4 separate regions of the Mus musculus genome follow, and regions 1, 2 and 3 are each linked to region 4. A link is a contact called in public promoter capture Hi-C data. All regions are on one chromosome and are shown on one strand. Each heading gives the region's core, a stretch centred on a gene start, on an enhancer-like site or on the middle of the called end of the contact. The rest is flanking DNA. Distances are from core to core; before and after follow the strand shown.

Region 1 (3,255 bases), core at 157-2,656, 1.1 Mb after region 4:
CTCTCCCTACCAAACTCTTCAGCCACAGCACCTGGGCTTGTCCTTGTCACACACAGTCAATCCCTCCGTCTTCCTCTAACAACGTCACACTACAGGGTGTCTGGCCCATGGGAGTGACTGCTTTTTGTTTTGTTTTGTTTTGTTTTAATGTATATACAAATAAAATTAAACGAGCCACCGCAGAGGTGTGGTAAGGACCGAGGACCCCGGTGTCCAGTTTCTCCGAGTCTCTTCCAAGCGACTATGGAGAGCTCAAGTTCCATCACTGACCATTAACCAGCCCTACCTACAATCGTTGGACCAACGTGTGCTGCTTGTCTTTCTAGGTCCTTTCAGCAGAACCTTCCAAAGGGACCAAATTCCAGCCGCAAGAGGAAAATCTCCTTTATCCGCCCATTCCTACCTCCGAAATCCTGGTCCCAAAGGGAGAAAGGCAAGTGCAGCCAGGCTAGGCAAAGGGGCCGTCGAAAGCTGCACCCACAGAAAGGCATGCCTAGGTCGCCCCCATTTCGCTGTCCCAGTGAACAAGATTCAGAGAGGCTGACAGGCTGGCCAAGGTCACCGTGCTTGCTCGTCGGGGCCGAGGGGCGCCCGCGCCTACTTCCGGCTCCCCCTTTCGGCGGCGGCTCCGGGCGCCCGCTCCCCACCCGGCCCCGGGCCGCGCGCCCTCCGCGGATGCTCGCACTCCACTAACTAGGGCAACTGGAGTGCGCCGCAGGGACGGCGCTCTGCAGCGCGCCGCTCGCCCCGAGCAGCCCCCAGCTGGTGCCGTGACAGCTGCGACCTCCGCCCCCTGCAGCCGCGCCAGGCTAGCGAGGGAACTCGAGAAAAGTGGCAGCGGGAGATGGGTCCCAGAGCAAGCAAAGCCAGGACGGAGGGCGCCGGCTGCTCCCCGCCCCCTAGGGCCGCCGCGGCCGCGCGGCTCGTGACAGCTGCACCCACCGCGAGGCTCCCGCCGCCACCGCCGCCACCGCCGCCACCGCCGCCGCCACTCACCTGCCTCCGCCGCCGCCGCCTCTGGGCCGCGCTCCCCGGCGCCGCGCTCACTCGCGACTGTGGCGGCGCCGCCGCGGACTCCGCCGCTCCTCCGGCCCGGCGCCCGTCCCCGGGGCCCAGGCGGCCCGCCGCCGCCGCCGCCGCCTCGGCTCTCCGGCCCCCCTCCTCCGGAGCAGGAGTCCCCCCACTTCAGGGGGATGCAGAACCACCCCGGCACAAGCTGTGCTTGAGGGAACAGCAGCGAACTGCAGCCGAAGGGCTTGAGGCCGCGCTCCGACCGACGGACGACAGGACGAGGTGAATCGCGTCAGTCTCCCGCTCGCCCGGCCTGAAGAACAGGCATTTCAGCCGCTCTCCGCGGCCGCCATGTTCTCCTCCTCCACGGCTGCCGCCGCCGCCGCCGCCGCCGCTGCCGCCGCTGCCACCGCCGCCGCCGCCCCCCCGCTCGCGGCCCCGCCCCCGTGCCCCGCCCGCAGCGCCCCGCCCTCGAGCCCCGCCCCACCCACTCGCGGCTCCGCCCTCACCCCTGCCCCCTCCGCGGACAGGCCCAGAGCCCCGCTGCCCTCTGGCTCCGACGGCGCGCCCCGGGCAGCGCGACCCCTCCAGCCCCGCGCAGCGTGAAGCCGCCCCGCGCCCTCTGCCGGCCGCAGGCACGCCGGGGCCCGAAGTCTTAAGGAAGTGTGAGAAAGGAGGCCCGAACTCTTTCCGCACGGACCCTCCCCACGGGGCAGTTCTCTCTGCTGCCAGGAAGCCTCGAACCCCAGAGTGTCCCTTAGCGTCCCTGAGCGGGCTGTGGGACCTATGGCCTCTAGATGTTCTTTATAGTTTAGGGAAAGTTGGGGAGCAACCTGAAGGCCCTGGGGATCCCAGAGGAATCTGACCTGGGCCTGTTTCCACTCGCGAGTTGTTTTACTTTGAGTAAGAGACATCCCTCGGGCCTCGTTTTTGTTGTTGGTGTTGTGTTCTGTAAGATTTGAGAGGTGGTTTGCCTAGATGATTTCACAGACTATTAGACAACGGAAAAGAAAGATCATCTGCCCCCTTTCTTTTTGCAGATGAAAAGATCTGACTGACAGTGTCTGGCTCTACAATTGCATGAATTGACTAAAATGTCTGTCATTCACAGATCTTTTCCCTCTAGGGGGGACCCACATCTTTTTTTTTTTTAACCTCCTTTTTTTTCTTCTATAATGGAAATGCTACTTTCAAAAGTAGTGTTCCTTGTCACCGGAGGAATCAAGCAGCCACAGGACAGCTCCTTGAGCCTTGATCACTTTATCTGGAAAGCAGCTCTTATCCCAAGACCTGCAATGTACCACTCACTGTTCTCTCTGGCCGTGGAAGTGCTGTGCGGTCATCTTTGTTTCCCTGAGTTCTTGTCCTCATTTAGCTGACTTGTGATGCTGTTTTCTGCTGTTTCCCATCCTGCATTGGATGCCCCAAAGCAGCCTGTGAAAATCCTTAAGTCCTCCATGTCCCTTCCCTAAGTCAAACCTGACATCTCGCTGGCCCTCTCTGAGACAGCCTGTGACTTCTTTCACAAAGCAGGTACCTTCACCCTACTACTGCTGAGTGCCCTGTGCTGCCTTCATCTTCCTGTCTTGGTCATAGTTATAAAGCAGCCAGCAGACCATACTCAGCCTTCCTTTATGCAGTCATCCTTCCATCCCTGTGTTCATTCCGTTGATTCTTATCAAAGTCAGTACCCTAGTGCATTTGATTAGCTCCTGTCCTCACCTTCTTTACAGTACCACCTGCACAATCCACAGCCTTATTAATAGCTGAAGTGCTTGAAGGTCTCTATCTCTACTTAGTTTACTCCTGTGGAGTCTGTTTCCTGGTCTAATACCATCTACCCTGTGCAAAGTGCATTGTCCGGCCCTCTGGTGCTTACAAATGAGCCAAGTATAGGCAGTCCTCCTGTCTCTACTAGACTTCAGGAACTGCTGATGTGTAACTGTGGTGGGCACATCAACTTTATCTTGGTTTTTCTAACTGGATGTTTCTAGCCCCTCCTTTCTTACTCTCCCCTCTTCCTGTTTTGTGCCTCATTCTTTCTACCTGTTCTCTGAACTTTGTTTCACTAACACTTTTCTTGTCTTTTCCTTTGTGTGTTTGGGAGGCGTGGGGGTATGTTTAATTGTCTTTCCTTCCTCTTCTCTCATATAAGTTGATTTGGTTTGTATCCATAGCTTTAACTATTAGTTTCTGTCTTAACTTTAAGCCATTCTCAGGCTGCAGAGATGACTCAGTGGTTAA
Region 2 (3,474 bases), core at 861-3,360, 1.2 Mb after region 4:
GACTGACTATTTCAGGTGCTGAAGTTTTTGCTGGACACTGAGTGCTCTGGTATTTGGCTAAAGAAGACACAAGGAGAGAAGAAGGGTTTTGCAAGCCTAAAAACAAAAATCAAAAACGACAAAAAGGACTGTTTTTGCATAAGTAGGGAAAGAAAGATCTAAAGGCAGCAAGAACATTTCTTGGGTTGCTTCTGTGTTTGCCAGCCTCCAAAATTCCATTTAGCTTGCTGAACAGAAAGAACTACTGTTAGCAAGGCCTGCCCAGCAATCTGAGAATCCTTCATTTCTTTTCTTCCCTCATTACTTATATCCACTAAGTAAGTCCAGATTTATTCCAGAATCGCATATGTATGTATAAGAGAAGCTAGGCTAGAGGAGGCCCTCATACTCTACATTGTGACAGGATAGATTGATCTCAAGTTCTGAATAGAAACTGGAATTATCAGCACTTGGGAGACAAAGGCAGGCAGATCACTGTGACTCTGAGGCCAGCCTGGTCTACAAAGAGAGTTCTAAGACAGCCAAGGCTATACAGAGAGACCATCCCCCCCCCCCAAAAAAAAACCCTAAAACCAAACAAAAAAAATCCCAAGTTGTTGACTTAGTGTTTGGGATACTGCAGGCAGACATACAGAACTCCAATTTCTGATAGCTCTGCAGTTTCTTCAAGGGAGGCCTTTAAATGCACCTGCGTCCCACCGCCCTCCTCTCAAGGATCCAGCAACCTCAACAGAAAGAAGGCAAGGTGAATGTTACCAAGTCCCGAACACCAAAATGCAAGCCAAGGGCTAATTGAAGAGTTAAGAAAACACCGTGAGAGCAAGAAAACCCTGTTTATCACCATCAATGTTTGCTAAATTCCTCCTAAGAGTTGGTTGTCCAGTTCAGTTGGCCCTGAGCATCTCCGCAATCTCTTTCAAGTCAGACTTTCTATCTGCATCAGCCCCAACAGGGGTCAGTGAAGCCTGGGGTCATCTGATCTACACATATCTCTCACATTTCAATTGAAATCATAGGGATACTAATGTTTGAAAACATCCATTTATTTATGGGATTTTTAAAAAACAATTTTTATATAGCCTAGACTGACCTCAAATTCACAATCCTTCTCAGCAGTCAGACTGATGCGACTCGTTCTCTGTGTGCAGGGGTTACAGGCACGCACCAGTTTACGTTATGAGTTTTGCATCTCAGTACACTTCCTTCCATGGAAACCTTACACTCCCATTTTGCCCATTAGGGACCATCATTTCCTCATCCTCAACCTTAAGAAAGCTTTTTTTTTGTCCAGGGGGTGCTGTTGCCTCTGTCAAACAGCAGATAAAGAATGGTGATTTGAGTGAGGAAACCACAGAATAGAAATAAGTTCTAAGTATGAGTTTCTCCTATTAGATGGGTAAGGATGTTTAGCTTCTGCAAGCAGAAAAGTCCGGGACGGTCTTCCTGTCTGTCATGAGCTTGCTCTTGTGTGTGAACAGAGGGATGCTTTTTCTCAGTCTCTGTCTCTGTCTCTGTCTCTGTGTCTCTGTCTCTCTCTCTTTCTCTCTCTCTCTCTCTCTCTCTGTGTGTGTGTGTGTGTGTGTGATGGTGAATGGACAGCTAACTCTTGGGTGTGGTAAAATCCTTTAAGGAGAGTCCTTGAGAAGGATCTGCAGCAAAGGTGGAGGCAACTCCTTTGCACCTCTAACTTCCCCATTCTCAGGAAAGGCTTGCTCACATGTTAACGAAGAGACCTTCAGTGAATAAGAAGGTTCCAGCTTGAGAGACAGCAAGCTCCATGTGTGGTCCAACGGGGATGTCCTGGACATCTCTTGGCCCTTTCCAAAACCTTAGGGTCCTGTGGCAGGAAATGTCCCACCCAGTCCCCGGCAAGTCACCTCGAAGAGGAGGAGCCAGGTGGGGGGTCTTGGCAGCTCCTGGAAGGGCTGTCAGCCGCGGAGCTTCGGGACCTGGCGGGAGGAGAAGCATTTCGGCCCACGCCTTCCACGGTTCCGGGGGCGAGGAGGAGCGCCACGCAGTGTCACGCTCCCCACGGTGAGGAGTAGGTGTCCCGCGGCTAGGCGGGCGGGCCGTCACTGCCCGCCCGTCGCTCGCCTCCCCGCCCCCCGGCTTCCTGCGGAGGCCGCGGCCGCCATGTTGTTGTGGGGCTGAGGCGGCGCCGGCTGAGAGCCCAGCAGCCGTGACAGGCTGCGCAACAGGTTCGCTGCGGCCGGCCTGACGACTGACCCGGCGGCGGCGGCCGCGGCACGGCAGGGTCTTCCCGGAGCTTGGCCGCGCCCACGCGCCGGTGTCGAGGAGCGCGCGGGGTCGCGCCGGGACGTGCGCGAGGCGCCAGGTGGGTGAAGCCGCCCGTCGGCGCGGCCGAGGGGCGCGGGGCAGGTGCGGCCGCCGCCGCCCCCGGGGTTCCACGGGCCGGGCAGAGGGGGCTGCGCGCCGCGCACCGCCGGGTTCAGTCCTCGGAAGCGCGTGCGGCCCCCGCCCTAGGCCCCGGCCGAGGACGGCCGTGCCGGGCGGAAACCTCCGGCCCCGGGGTTCCTGCCTCCGCCGCGGGGCGGGCGGGCCGCTCCTCTCAGAGGCCGGGAAGCCCGGGCCCCTTGCCGCGGCCTCGCTTGGCAGGTGACGGCCTCCGCCTATCGCTGGTGGCGACCGGGTTCCGGGCTTTCCTTAGGGGCATCTGGGCTGGGTGCGCGTTGCCTTGGGGACCTATTTTATTTTGGCTTAGTTGACTTTTCTTTTCTTTCTTTCTTCCTTTCTTTTCTTTTTCCTCCTTGGTCAGGGTTGCTGCAGAGTGTCAGGTGAGCCGCATCCCGGTGCGTCAAAGTAGCCGGAGTCACGAGAGGACAGTGGGCGGATGCTTGGCGTCCACTGCTCGCGTTATAACAGCTAAAGTTGAGAACTGTTAAGCGCTGACTTCTGCATTATGCATTTCTAGGGTATATATAGGAAGCACAGCGAGGAGTCTCTGTAGCCAAAGTTCACTGCTTATTTAAGGGAGAAGAGGCACCTACAAGTGCATAGTGAGTAGGTAAACCGAGGCTGCAAGTTTCATTCTGCTGAAAGACACTGTTTGCAGGTATTGGTCATGCTCTGTGTTATTCAGTGATTGTCCGTGGCAAATACACTCATTTGAAACTTGCATTCATAACGAACAGGAACATTTTGGATAGACCCAGCTACTTTACAATAGGAATTCAAGTTGACACAGAAATTACTGCCGTACTCCGTGCTTCTTGTCTGTTTCACGGCGTTTCCTACTTCCTCAGGGGACGCAAGGTGTCACTTGGAATTTTGTGTTGTTAGCTTAGTTTAGGTAGTACAGACTGGAGGCCAAACTAGGTGCTTAAGCCTTTGAGAAATTGCTAACTTCCCTTTCACGGTTTGCTGTATTGTCATCCAGTGCTAAAACCTAAAAGCAATCTAGAAACATGGCCTACAACATTTATACAAGTTGATGGGAGGCCTGCAAAATTCAGT
Region 3 (3,009 bases), core at 30-2,529, 1.4 Mb after region 4:
GGAAGGGAAAGGTCTTCCTAGATAAGGCATATCACAAACTTCACACATTTCCTACCCTAGGAGAAAAACCACACTCAAGGCTGGATGTATTCTTCTTCTGACATCTGTGTGGACATCATTGCAACTGCCAGAAAAACTTTACAGGCAGAATCCAGTGTGAGCGGATTCCCATCCTTTAATGAGTCTCTTGTTTACCCTAAATGGGCCTGTGGAGGTTTGAGATAATAGAAAGGCCGTTACAACAAACTCCAGCTGAAACTGACATGAGACAGACTCACACACTGAGTGATGCTGGGTCTCCTTACCCCATCAGCCCCATAGAGTCCATGGAATCTACACTACACTACATGGAGCGAACAAACTGGCTGTGTGACCTGCGGAACTTGTTGCTTGATAAGCAAAATGAAGACATGCACCTCATAGCATTATTAACGTAGTCAAACACTGCTGCTTCATGGCAGTCTTAGGTTTCTTTTCCTTTTTCCATTAATATCACATATCACCTCAGTTCTCTAAATTCTGGGAGAGGTGAGGTCCCACCCCACCCCCAGTACCATCTTACCATCTGAGATCTGCAGCCACCGGGCCATGTCTCTTACTCATCCACTTTTCCTAACTGTTAAGGCGATAGCTCTAATTATATTTCCCAGAACATCAAGAAATCTTCCTGCCTTAGCCTCCCCAGTCAGGTACTGAGACTACAGGCACACCTAGGCACGGGGTCTCCCAACTGAGGGCCACTTTTTGCCACGAAGAGAACGCAGAGGGTCTAAGGACCTTGGGTTCCCATCTCCCCTCTACCCAAATCTCTCAAGCCCCTGCCTGGGCATCCGGAGAATCCTCTAAGGAGAACTTGGTACCTGGCGAGCACCACAATTTCGGAGGGAGGCTAAGTCAACCGGAGCTACCAGGAGTTTGGGGAAAGGAGGCAGCTCCCTTCGCTGGGCTAAGAAGCCTCCAGGAGGATCTGCAGTCAGGACACTGGAGATCTGGTCCTTCCAGCCTGCCTACTTGAATAAAGCTGTGTTACTTCACACTAGGACTTGGGATGCCTTCCTATTTTCTCTGGGGTGTCCCAGTGGCGCCAAACCACACACTACCCAACAACTGGACAAAGTGCTGTGGTAGGTTCTTCCCTGCTCTTGGGAGCGCTGAGTAGCCCGGCTTCCCTCTTCCCACCCTGACGCTCACCGAGCCTGGCTCCTGGGTGTGAGGCTCTGCGACAGGAGCGGGGGTGGGTCCATGGGGCACCGACATCCCGTGGCTGTTAAGCTCCGACTGCTGCCGCAGCGCAGTCACTATCGGGAGGGTGGATCTGGCCAAGTGGGCGTGGTCCCATTGTGCAGGCAGCCCGCCCTCCGGGAGCTCTAGTAGCCGCGTGCCACCTGAGGCAGCAGTGTGGGGATACCCAGGACCTCGAAGCTTCGGGTCCTCCTCTCCAAGGAGGAACTCCAATCTCCATACACCTGGGAAAAAGCGGTCAAGTCCTCAGGGACGATCTTGTTTGTTTCTTGGCAGACATGTTGTAGACAGAAACCCTCAGCTAACCCCGCCTTGGGTGAAAGCCAGCAAATAAACCTATTTAAATAAAGCACTTCACTTGTCCAGATTAAAACTGTGGCTGAGTGGACTCAGCCCGAACTACACATTTCCCAGGCTTTTCCTATAGGGGACTTGCAACTACAGCTGTGCCACCAAGTCCTGGAGGGTGAATGAAGTGTGGTGGGTGTGATAGCTCACCCAGGACATACTTTCAAAAGGCAAAAGACCACACTGTATAAACACCTAACAAGAAAATAGTGTGACTATCCTTCCTTGTATTATCAGACTACTGAAACAATGGGTCCCAGAAATTAGTCGACCCCTACCCCCAAGGGGGGAAAAAAACCCAAAACCCAAAAAATTCCTCCTAGGAGTAAAGGGGCTGGGCAGCCAACTTTTTTTTTTTTTTTTTCCAAGACAGGGTTTCTCTGTGTAGCCTTGGCTGTCCTGGAACTCACTTTGTAGACCAGGCTGGCCTCGAACTCAGAAATCCCCCTGCCCCTGCCTCCTAAGTGCTAGGATTAAAGGCGTGCGTCACCACGCCCGGCTAGGGCCAGCCAACTTAAGAGAAAGATTTCCAATGTGTCAACTTTGATGTGCTGCGGCGTTACATTCTCTTGGAGATGGACTTCGGAGGCCACTGGATCTTTGGATTCCTCTCCTCGGTGTGCTTGGTATGGTCTGCTCACCCCACCCCACCCCCAAAATAGCTTTAGCCATTTTGTTTCATACCTGTCAATCACCAACACAGAGAAGTGACTTGGCTCAAGGCCATGCTAACCACATACCCTGTTTTGTGTTTTGTTCTGTATATTTTGAATGTTCTATATGAGGTTTGCTGATCTTAAGAGATTAAAAAATAAAAAGGAAAGAGAGAAAAGAAAAAGAAATTCCACAAAGCATTACATGGCCATCAAAGTTCAATATTAACTGTTATATCTGAAATAGCTAGAGTCAGAGCTGACCATGAGGCAGCCCTTCCTGCACCTCCCTATGAGCTCATACATACATATGTGAGCACTGCATGTACGTATGTGGTTTTTGTTGCTGCTACTAATAAACCAAAAGTTATAATTCTTGTGCTGCTATCCCAAAGCTCTGCAATTCTCCTGCACCCATCCACTAACCCCTTTACCTAACCCAGGACCAATCAGCCTAAAGGTTAGCTGATAACACTTTGCTTAGTGAGCCAACTGCTCCCCTCCCTGCTCTTTAAACCTTTGAACCTGGTTTTTCCTGTAAAAAGTCTACTCTGAGAGATTAGTACCGCAATTAGGCTCCCGCAGTCCTGTCGGCGGTCCTGGACGTCCAGCATTAAGGTGTGCGTTCAGTAAACTAATCTTGCTTAACTGAGATCACTTTGTATGGTGTACGTGGAGATTCCTGAACCCCAACAGTGCCCACACTGAATACATCTCCCTTCTTGCCTTTCACTATTCATTTGACTCTTTGAATTGGTGCGTGGAG
Region 4 (3,173 bases), core at 138-2,637:
TACATTCTAGACAACAGGTTATCACTAGAGATGTGCCTTCATGGTGAAGGCCTGCAATCCCCGGTACTATGGAGGCTGAATAATTTGGATTGCAAGGTCAAAACTTGCCGAAGCTGGGGGCTGGAAAGATGGCTCAGCGGTTAAAAGCACAGACTGCTCTTCCAGAGGTCCTGAGTTCAATTCCCAGCAACCACATGGTGACTCACAACCATCTGTAATGAGATCTGATGCCCTCTTCTGGTGTGCATGAAGATAGAAATCCGTGTACACTTGCCTAAGCTACAGAACGAATTCAAGAACAGTCTGGATAATTTAGGGGGACGCTGCCTATGTAAAAACAACAGAATGGCTGGAGTACAGCTGAGTGGTAGAAGGCTTATGCTAGCCTGCAGGCTCAATCCCCAGTACCCATGGGAGGCGGAGAGCTTGCATTGAGCCACATCCCTAGCCGCTGTGCATTCTCCTCTATGTTGTTTACAAGAACAGATAATCAGAGATAAAATGTTCTGGATATTCAGGAGGGTGTTACTGACATTATGAAGAGTGAATAGTTTCTTGACTAGACATAGCTGAACCATTCAACAAATATTTAACGGATTCCTGATACATATAGGCTCTGTGCCAAGGGAGATAAAACATACTTCTTTGATGATACCAATCACATGTAAAAACACAATGCGATTTCTAAACTCCTTTTTAAAAAATATTTATTTTATGTATGAGTACACTGTAGCTGTCTTCACTGTAGCTGACACACCGGAAGAGGGCATCGGATCCCATGGTTGTGAGCCACCATGTGGTTGCTGAGAATTAAACTCAGAACCTCCGGAATAGTCAGTGCACTTATCCTCTGAGCCATAAACGTGGTTTCTGTTGGCCTAAAAAAGGTCTATTTACTTTGCGAGACAAGGCTTGGTAGCTAACAACTTAGTTTTTGGTATATTCACATCCTATACTAGAGAGTTGGTAAATCAATCTAACCTGTCTCATCTATTAATCAGATTAATAATAGACAAGAACTGCACGCGGTACGTCTTCAAAAAGATAAGCTTTGTAAAAAATGAACTTGAGGACAAGACGATGCATGCCTGTAATTACCAGTAATGGGAGACAGAAGTTCGGAGTTTAAGGTCCGCCTTACCTGAGCCTGTACCACAACAAAATAAAACATGCTGATTAAAACGGTAGTTGGCAAGATCACTTGATCGTCGGGCTCTTTAAGTTTCCAGAGCCACTCCTCAACACACGCTGCACGTAACCGCGCAATCAGCCTTTCCCGAAAGGAGCAGATTCTGTTTCCGCCAGAAGATCTTCCCGGCGGGTGTGACCGCCAGACATCCGACCCACAGACCATGGGCCGCCCTCCGTCGTGCGCAAGGGCTCGATGCGGAGACACCGGAAGTGCAGGGGCGTGGCTAACTGCTGCAGCCTGCCGGTCCGACGCCGAGGCTGGGGGCGCGCGCAAGTGCGCGCTCGTTCGCGCGGCCTGCAGCGTACAGTAGTGACGGCCGCGCGGCAGGGGTCACGTGACCACAGAAGCTGCTTGTACAGTAAGAACCCAATATGGCAGCGGCGGTAGCAGTGGCAGCGGCAGCAGGACCGGCCACCCCGTAGAGCCCCCTACCCCCGCCACTGCGCGCCTCCGCGGCCGCTTGCTCGCTGAGTTGCTTCTCGGGTCCGACTTCCCCTTTCTCCCACCTTTCCTGGCACCGCGGGAAAAGCAGTGCAGGGCGCAGCAGGCGAGGGAACGCAGCCGGAGCCGGGGCACGGAAGCCTCCCAGTCAGTCAGAACCGACATGAGGGAAAAGGGCCGTAGGAAGAAGGGCAGGACCTGGGCGGAGGCCGCCAAGACGGTAAGGAGGAGGGAGCAGAGAGAAAGGCTGGCAGGAGTTCGTTTTCTCGCCGGCCACCCGTCGCAAGGCAAGGGAGGTCACTTGGCCCCGCGACCGGGTTGAGGATCAGGAAAGCGCGCGCAGAGAGCGGCAGTTACGGGCGCGTTGGAGAGCCGTGAGGAGACCGAGGCGTCGGCGCGAGGAATCCGTCGCGCGACTGCGACTTCTCGCGGTGGCTACGACTGGACCTCCTCGGTGTTGTGAGGTTGCCTTTCGGGGTCATGTCGCTGTCGCCCCTACACTGTTACCCCTTGTCTCGGCCCTGTGTGTTGTGCTTGCCCAGTAACCGGTTCTTCTCCCTTGTGCGCCTCGGAGAGCCCCGATTGGATGCAGACAGGAGGCGGTTTGTGCGTGCTTCCAGCCCCGGAAAGGAGAGGGGAGCGCTTGAGCTCGGTGGCGTTCTCCTGTCGAGGCAGAGGTGCTGCCAGACCGGGGCCCCCGCTTATCTTGCTCCGGGAGCCAATGTGAGGTCACGAGGCTTTTGTGTTTGCTGTGAGAGCTGAAAGTGCAGGAGGTGTTTAGAAACGAAGTAACAGGTGGGACTCAGAATTTTTTTTTCTGTTTCCGTAGAGACCTACTCTGAGTAAGGCTGCAATGCATGGTGGGACGTGTAGTTTATTGGCTTTCTTTTTCTCCTTTCCTTTTTCCTTTCCTTTCCTTTCCTTTCCTTTTCTCTCCTCCCCTCCCCTCCTCTTTTCTTTTCTTTTCTTTTCTTTTCTTTTCTTTTCTTTTCTTTTCTTTTCTTTTCTTTTCTTTTCATTTCTTTTCTTCTTTTTTAAGTTAAAGTGAAAGTGGACCGGACCAATGAAGTTGTGATTAGTGCCCCTCACTCCAATTTTGTTATATGGAATTTAAAAGTCATTTAGCAATGAGTATTTGTGAGAAACATTGTTTTGAAAAATTTAAAACGTGTATTTACGAAGAAAAGAAACCTTAAGGAGAAATTGAAGTTTCATCAAGCATTAGTAGCATTTCAACCTCTTTAATAGTGGACAACATAGTGGGTTCTAATAACTGAACCTTTATGAATTATACGTTTTATTTTCTCTTTAAAAAGATGTGTGTGGGGGCTGGAGAGATGGCTCAGTGGTTAAGAGCATTGACTGCTCTTCCAGAGGTCTTGAGTTCAATTCCCAGCAACCACATGGTGGCTCACAACCATCTGTAATGGGATCGGATGCCCTCTTCTGGTGTGTCTGAAGATAGCAACAGTGTATTTGCATACATTAAATTAATTAATTTTAAAAAGGTGTGTATGTGTATGTGTATGTATGTATGGAG

What was found. Promoter capture Hi-C pulls out the DNA fragments that hold promoters and counts their contacts.
Region 1: a promoter capture Hi-C map of liver shows a contact between it and region 4, with 7 times the contacts expected there. The contact joins the promoter of Ncoa1 here to the promoter of 1110002L01Rik in region 4. A contact is called at or near these places in 2 of 39 promoter capture datasets (liver and pre-B cells).
Region 2: a promoter capture Hi-C map of liver shows a contact between it and region 4, with 3 times the contacts expected there. The contact joins the promoter of Itsn2 here to the promoter of 1110002L01Rik in region 4.
Region 3: a promoter capture Hi-C map of liver shows a contact between it and region 4, with 5 times the contacts expected there. The contact joins the promoter of Mfsd2b here to the promoter of 1110002L01Rik in region 4. A contact is called at or near these places in 2 of 39 promoter capture datasets (both in liver) and 1 of 115 datasets of contacts at active chromatin or transcription factors (embryonic stem cells).

Annotation. Positions count from the first base shown.
Region 1 is chr12:4,475,776-4,479,030 of GRCm38.p6, forward strand. It overlaps Ncoa1 (nuclear receptor coactivator 1), which reads right to left and starts at 1,407. Exons shown (of 23, transcript NM_010881.2): 1 at 997-1,407.
Region 2 is chr12:4,590,898-4,594,371 of GRCm38.p6, forward strand. It overlaps Itsn2 (intersectin 2), which reads left to right and starts at 2,111. Exons shown (of 40, transcript NM_001198968.2): 1 at 2,111-2,335. Gm3625 (predicted gene 3625) reads right to left here and starts at 2,834. Exons shown (of 1, transcript NR_169069.1): 1 at 1-2,834.
Region 3 is chr12:4,873,080-4,876,088 of GRCm38.p6, forward strand. It overlaps Mfsd2b (major facilitator superfamily domain containing 2B), which reads right to left and starts at 1,280. Exons shown (of 14, transcript NM_001033488.2): 1 at 1,192-1,280. The coding sequence starts at 1,257.
Region 4 is chr12:3,425,360-3,428,532 of GRCm38.p6, forward strand. It overlaps 1110002L01Rik (RIKEN cDNA 1110002L01 gene), which reads right to left and starts at 1,388. Exons shown (of 3, transcript NR_030694.1): 1 at 1,142-1,388. It overlaps Asxl2 (additional sex combs like 2, transcriptional regulator), which reads left to right and starts at 1,498. Exons shown (of 13, transcript NM_001270988.1): 1 at 1,498-1,853. The coding sequence starts at 1,797.